Linked DNA regions of Triticum aestivum: region 2 is linked to region 1. A link is a contact called in public Hi-C data. All regions are on one chromosome and are shown on one strand. Each heading gives the region's core, a stretch centred on a gene start, on an enhancer-like site or on the middle of the called end of the contact. The rest is flanking DNA. Distances are from core to core; before and after follow the strand shown.

The links. Hi-C and Micro-C count contacts between places; a contact is called where the count stands out from the background.
Region 2: a Hi-C map of leaf shows a contact between it and region 1, with 4 times the contacts expected there. The contact joins the promoter of LOC123159458 here to the promoter of LOC123160536 in region 1. A contact is called at or near these places in 3 of 5 Hi-C or Micro-C datasets (all in leaf).

Annotation. Positions count from the first base shown.
Region 1 is chr7B:462,571,709-462,575,333 of IWGSC CS RefSeq v2.1, reverse strand. LOC123160536 (B-cell receptor-associated protein 31) reads right to left here and starts at 1,833. Exons shown (of 3, transcript XM_044578344.1): 1 at 1,393-1,833. The coding sequence starts at 1,690.
Region 2 is chr7B:462,929,474-462,933,098 of IWGSC CS RefSeq v2.1, reverse strand. It overlaps LOC123159458 (mitogen-activated protein kinase kinase kinase 18-like), which reads right to left and starts at 1,955. Exons shown (of 1, transcript XM_044577298.1): 1 at 1-1,955. The coding sequence starts at 1,402.

The DNA of each region.
Region 1 (3,625 bases), core at 584-3,083:
CCAAGATCCCACTCCACCAATGAACTGTCCCAGAGGAAACACAAATATCAGATATGGGGCAAGTATAAGAGGAAAGTCATCCTATAAAACTTCAACTTAATGATGTTGAGGTCCGTGTCTCCTAGATATAACTTCAGTGGTTGGATGTTACATGATCTCATCAACTCACGTCTGAATCTTTAAGAACCATAGTATGAATTAGACTGGTCAAATTAGCCCCCCAACTCTAGGGACCCCATCATCCAAATAATGAAATGGGTGTACCAGAACAGAACAACTTTCAAGAGCATTCATCACCTCTGGCCAAAGATTAAGTCACTTGGAACAACAAGAATAGTTGATGAACATAAATCAAATCATGTGAATTTTTTCCAAGGATTTAATATATGGAAAAGGCAGAGCACCCAAAAAACCAAAATAGCAGAAATGTCAATGCATCAGGTAACAGGTATAATAGACATGCATAAATGCCGTGATTTGTGTTTGCATTTGCTATCAGGGTAATCACAAAAGATTTCAGGCCAAACTGAACACTACATAAAAATCACAGGTTGTATGAGAGCGATCCTAAATATACCCATAAAATAGTATGCATATAGCACAAACAGCAAATTGTATGCATATAGCATAAACAGCCTGAGCAGCATAAGCTTTGTTCTATGTATGATCTAATTCCTAAACTGAACAATCAATGGCTTATTAAACAAGGGTATGATAAGAAATATCATCACAGCTGATAATTTGCCTAACTTTCTTGAATACTTAGGCCAATACAAAGTTCCCAGTACATCTTAACAAGTCAGAGCGAAATAGTTTGAGAAGTGGAACAAAATAATTTTGTAAATATGACATAAATTATAGCATGGAAATAAGACAGTTAACTTGAAAGGGGGGCAAATGGCGAACCCCAAAAGGTTACCCCATCTCGGTAAAAGACACCCTACATCCCTACTTCTAATTATGCGATAAACAATTTTACTGCAGACACTATATCTATAACTCAATTGAACAGTAATCAGAAAAATATATTACAGGTTCGGCCATTAAGTAAGATACAATGGGGAAATCTTTTACTCTATAACATTAAACTACAGATACTGAGCATAAAGTAAGGTACAATGGGGAAAATCTTTTACTCCATACTATATCATTAAATTGTAGATTACTCCAAAATGTTAGCCAAATGCAGCTAATAAATTACTTATTAATCTCTCCATAGCATGATTGAACAACTCATCCGTCAGACTAAAATCAACAGAACGCCGTGATGCGCTAGAGCGAAATCAAGTCATGCTCTCATCTAAATTCAACAAACCAAGGACGTGTAGACGATCGACCGAACAGATAAGAAGAGGGGACGGGCGGTCGGGTCCCGTAGGCAGGCACACGTACCCATGAGGGATGCCTCGAGGAGGTGGCGGGCGAGGAGGACCTGGTCGGTGGGGCTGAGCGCGCCGGGGGCGTCGAGCTCGCCGGCGCCGGCGTGGCCGTGGATCTTGGCCATGCTGTGGAGGCTGGAGGCGAGGACGACGAGGACGGTGGCGGCGACGGTGCGCACCATGACGGGGGCCCGGCCGCGCTTGAGGCGGTCGAGCGCGAGCATCGCCAGCTTCCTCAGCGGCGTCTTGAAGAGCAGGACGACCGCCATGCCCGCCTCCGCGGCCAGCACGGTGAAGAGGAGCTGGATCATCGCGGCCGGGCGGGCGGTTGCGGCGCTCAGCCCAGGGGTTCGGGTCGGGGTGGTGGGATACGGGGGGCGCTCCTCGCTTTCTCTGCGCTTTGTAATTTGTATCGCGAGGAGGGTGCGGTGCCTTTCCTCGCCTCGGGGGTGGGTTTTGGAATTTGGAACACCGGACGCGCAAAGGTTTCTCGCTAGAAAAGAAAAAGGGAAGAGGAGTGTCCTTCGGGATGGTCACGGACGCCGTGTTGGAAGGGTTTTGGCACCTACGCGGCTGCTTGGACCGTTTGCTCCATCTTTTGCCATTATTAGTCTGTGACATCATCCTGCCCATGGTCCATCCATGTGTGCTTTCACATTTTTGGCATCCCACAAAAACTAAAATTGTAGTGAGATTTTATTTGGCACCCACAAGTATTAATTGTTTCTCGATCCCGCAGAATTTCGTTTCCTTTCCTTCATCTCATCCACATCTCGGTTTTACTCCTGTAATTTCCATGGTGCTATTAGTTTGCGTGGTTCATTCTACATTTTTCTATGATTACGGAATATCTTATTTTCTTGCAGGATTAAGATGGTTGCAACCGAGCACAAAAGAGTCTCTCCTAGCCTTTGCATTGACATGTACACGACCAAAAGTCAAAAAGTTTGCCCAACCAGACAAACGAAACAATGTCCATATAACATTCCAAAGAAACTAACAATATGAAGTGACGTCGAAGCATCCTTGTGTTGGGCAACGATAATGGCTATAGGCTGGTAGGGTAGAGTAGCCAAGTCTTCTCAACACTGTTTGTGTAAGGTCAATATGTATAACATTCAAAAGAAGCTAACAACATGAAGTGACGTCGAAGCCTCCTTGGGTTGGGCAACGATAATGGCTACGGACTGATAGGGTAGAGTAGCCAACTCTTTCAAACGTTGTGACCTTTTGACCAAAACATCAGTTGTATATTCGTTCCGGTTGGACATTGAACAGAACATCTCCTTTTGTTCATGGCAAAAAGCTCATTCAAAACCTTCTATAGAGGTCGGGGCTGATAGGGTAGAGTTGCCAGCTCCTATCCCTTCAAACCTTTTGACATTGACCAAAACATCAGTTGTAGATTGGTTTTAGTATGGCATTGTTGTTATAGATTGGTAGTTCTTATATTCGTATATGCCACGTATAGAATTGATTACATTTCCAAGCTAAATCTGTTTTGGAAGTGGATCCAGGTCCATGGTGTTGTTTTGGTATTGATGACACACAATTATGTGTACTAATACGTTAAGTGAATACTCATGTCTTAGTCCCTTATGTAAAAGGTGTCGAGGATCATCAATCCCCCGAATGAAAAGATTCAAGACACGTGCTCAAGGATGTTAGGCATGTGCAAAAGGTTCGGGTAAATCCAAATTCGCTTGGCGAGCTTCATGGTGATGGGCATGTCAGCAAGGTGGAGAGGGACAAGAAGACCATGAAGATCAATAAGAACAAGAAGCTTGTGATGATGGGGCAAGAGGACCAAGAACGGTCTGTACAAGGTATGCGCAAACATCATTGAAGGTGAAGCTGAGGAGGAGCCATCGAGGCGATGTTATTAATCAGACCCAAGTCTAATCATACACAGATGTTCGAGCGAGGACAATGACTTAATGATGACGGAGGGCATATTTGCCAAGGTGGAGTGTTGAAATTAGTGTCGATTATGTGTTCGGGGCTACAGTTAGACTTGGAATATGCGGGGGGTTGGGTCTAAACACATGTAACTTGGGTATATCATATAAAGGCGCTGTGGTGTAGCCAAATAAACTAGATGAAACTGGTAGGATGGACATGAGATCATGAAGGGACGAGTCCCGACACCCCTGGCAAGGGTGCCGGACCGACGATAGTGCGGCGGTTGATATGTGTCATGATCACGGCGGACTTGTCATCGATCTGTACTATGTTTATTTGGTACA
Region 2 (3,625 bases), core at 706-3,205, 360 kb before region 1:
AGGCGAGAAACAAATGACAGGAAGAACAACAGCGGGGGGAAGAAATGTGGTACAGTAGTACTGTAAACGGGCCGGTCCGGCCAGCTTGGCTGCGACTGGGACAAGCAAAACAGGACGTAGTATCGGAAAAGAATCCATTGCTTGTGATTGGAACGGTACTACAATCGTCGCTAACCACGTGATTACCATCATCACTGCGCTCGACATTACAGCTGCCCGTGCCATCGTAACGATCGCTATTGGCATGCGAGGCCTGGTGGCTGCTCGATGCCCCCACCTCCGCCGCGGCCGCACGCCCGGCGGAGCCGCCGTCGCCCACGGGTGAATCGTCGCTGTCGGTGTCCGTGCTCGCCTCCGGCTCTGACGGCATTGCGGGCTCTTCATCGGCGCCGCCGCTGGGGCCGGCATGGACCGTGATCCAGCTCGCGTCCCAGGTCCAGTCAGGCACGGCCGGAGCGCCCGCGGCCAGCGCGCGCACCCTGTCCGTAGGATCGGTGGTGTCCGCCGTCGTGTCGTCGTCGTCCCACAGGGCCTGGTCGAGGACGCTCTTCGGGGAAACGAACGTGGCCTTCTCGCTGACTCCTGGCACGGAATTGGACGACGAGGCGGTGCCGCCGGCGGCCACGAATTCGTGCTCCAGCAGCTGCTCTGCCGTCCACCGCTCCCTGGGGTCCTGCTGCAGACACCTCGCCAGGAAGTCCTTGCCCTGGTCCGACAGGCACGCGGGGAACTCCGGCGCCTCGCCCGAGAACGCCACGTGGTGCAGCGTCGCGACGGGGCTAGCGAACCGCTGCCAGGGGGCGGCGCCGGTGGCCATCTCGATGACGGTGCATCCGACCGCCCATATGTCCGCGGCCGGGCCCTGCTCCTCGCCCCGCGCGGCCTCGGGCGCCATGAACATCGGCGTGCCGCCCGTCGGCCGCTGCCGCTCCTCGCCGGCAATGCCCGTCCGGCGCGCGCAGCCGAAGTCGGCGATCAGGGCGCGGCCGTCGGAGCCGATGAGCACGTTGCGGCCCTTGACGTCGCAGTGCGCGACGCCGGCGGCGTGCACGTGGGCCAGCCCGAGCAGGATGTCCCGCGCGCGCGACCGGACGAGGGCCTCGGCGCACCGGCCACCGCACCGCCTGATCTCGTCGGCCAACGACCCGCCGGGCGCGTACTCCATGAGCATGTCAAGGCCGCCGTCCACGGACGCGGAGACCTCGGCCTCCAGGCAGCGCACGACGTACGGCGAGGTGAGGCCGCGGAGGATGCCCTGCTCGCGCCGGAGCTCGGCGGCCCGGTCGGCGCCCACGGACTTGACCGCGATCACGCCGCCCGTCCGGCGGTCGACGGCGATCGACACCGTGGCAGAGGAGCCCCTGCCGATCGCCGGCCCGCGCGTCCACTCCCCGACGCCCATTCTTGCAGCGCCGCAAGAATGGCTTGGCGGTGGCGTGTGGTCTGTCCGGTTGTTGTTTCCGACTCCGAGTGGACGCAATTGGAATTTGGGATGCGGGCGAGCAGTAGCACCACCACACCTTGCGCTTTGGTGTGATGGGTTGTGGTGGGATGTTTATATACTGGAGTAGTCCTGGTCCTGGCTAGCTGGGCGGGCCACTGCAAGTCTGCAACTACAAGGAGGAGGAGGAGGAGGAGGAGGAGGAGCAGGAGGTTGGATGCTTTGGACGAGCGAGGTGGGTAATTGTGGGCTGTCCAAAGCAAAGCCAGCGTCCGACCTGGAGGCGGCCGTCGCGAGGAGAGGAGATTCGCCATTTGGCCGGACGGGACTGGCCCGACGCGGGCAACACATTGGTGGGGTTTTGGCGTGCCTTCCTATTCTATGTTTTTTTTTTCTTTCTCCATTTATCTTGGCGGTAGGAGGCTGGCGCTGGCGGTAGTACAATGGGGGGGTATATGCTGCGCTGGACCTCAGGGTTTTGCTGGTGCTGCTTAATCATGGGAGGGAGGAAGGGGACACTTGTCGTCGGGAGCGCTTTTGCCTAGCTCAGCACAGCAAGCAAGCAGCCCATGGCCTCGTGGGGAATGGAATATTGCACTGGAAGGCCTCACTCCTTCCTTTCCTTGCCTGCGTTTTTTGTTTGTTTGTTTGCAGCGATCTGTCGGGAAAGTTTCTTGCTCGAATTGTAATCTTTAATTTGCAATTTCGGATCTCTTGGTCCGTAAACGCCGCTGCTTTTGATGGGATTCTCATATTAATCTGCATTCCCTTCTTCCAAGCAAATCGGGCAATGGAACATTGCTCTGTTTTGCAACCCGAGATGCCCTTTCCTTCATCAGCTTCACAACCAGAGACAGGCAGTAAAATACTATACCAGTATAGCATAAGGCCTCAATCAGCAATCGCAATAGCACCCCCTCTGAGCTGACCTGTCCACCCTAAACTGTGCTGCTAGTGCCAGGGCCAACCACTTGCCAACAGTCTCGAACCAGATGCCGGTCGTCTCCACCCTGACGGCTCACGCAATAGCACTGCCTTTAGTTCGTACCACAACATTCAGTGACGTAGCCAAGGATTCTTAACTGTTTTCCTCCTCAGAAGGCATGCGTTTTTCTCTGTACATGCGCGCTTGATTTCATTTGATTTGATGCACAACCGCAAGAACACTAACCAAAACAACTGTGACACTCCTGCAACTGTACCTTGTGGCTTGCTCGCAAGGTTTTCCTCCGGATTGGCCGACCCTTTTCCAATTCAACTTGAGCAACCTACCCGGTGAGTGAGTGTGGTGGCAAAGGCACGTCCTGTTGAAACAGATCTCTTTCTCCGCCTCCCTCCGTTGCGTTGCGGCACGGGACGGGATGGAAGAATTGCGTGGCAAGGCTCCCCCTTTTCCTTTCTACAAGTAACCTTTCTTTTTTTTGGCTTTCCACTCCAAGGGGATTGCTCATGATTATAAAATGAATGCTTACTTAATTCTTCGGACGCACTGTTTGGTTATCTCCTTGCCCTTAATTTTGATTTTGCGGCAATATTTTTTCTTTACCAACCCTCCGCAACAAAATATGATGCTGACGTTCCAACTTAGTTGTTCATATAGTCCCATTTCCAAGCACAAAATGAATTAGAGCCGGATATTTGACCTGGTACGGGTTATCGTGGAATAAACTATGCCATCCGTTTCGATCCTCAGAAAGTGGTTAATCCTAACAATTTGCAAAGCTCGTGACAGTGACCGTTGTTTAAGATTGTTGTTAATTAGTATGCCTAACAATGTGTAAAGCTCGTGACAATGACTATTTATAAGTTGATGGCTTCAGGATCTTGCACAAATCACAGCTTGTTGATTAGGATCGCTCAGTTTGCAACCGACAACGCTTCAAGACGAACTCTGTTTTTCGTGCCGAACATCTGGCTTGGTGGCCTTGATCATACTAGTATAGTACCACCTCGGTCCCAAATTACTTGTTAGAGATTTGTAGTACATAACAAATTTAAGACAGGTAATTTGAGACGGAGGGAATATGTAAAAGGCCTCGCATTAGGACAGTATTTTCGGTTTTGGGAGAAAAATTGGACAAGATGAAATTGTTTCTTTCGACTATGGGTAGCAGCGATCAACAGCATCGTTGGAGTTGCCCAATGCGGTTGTTGCAACAGTACACCCTCCATATATTCAGATAA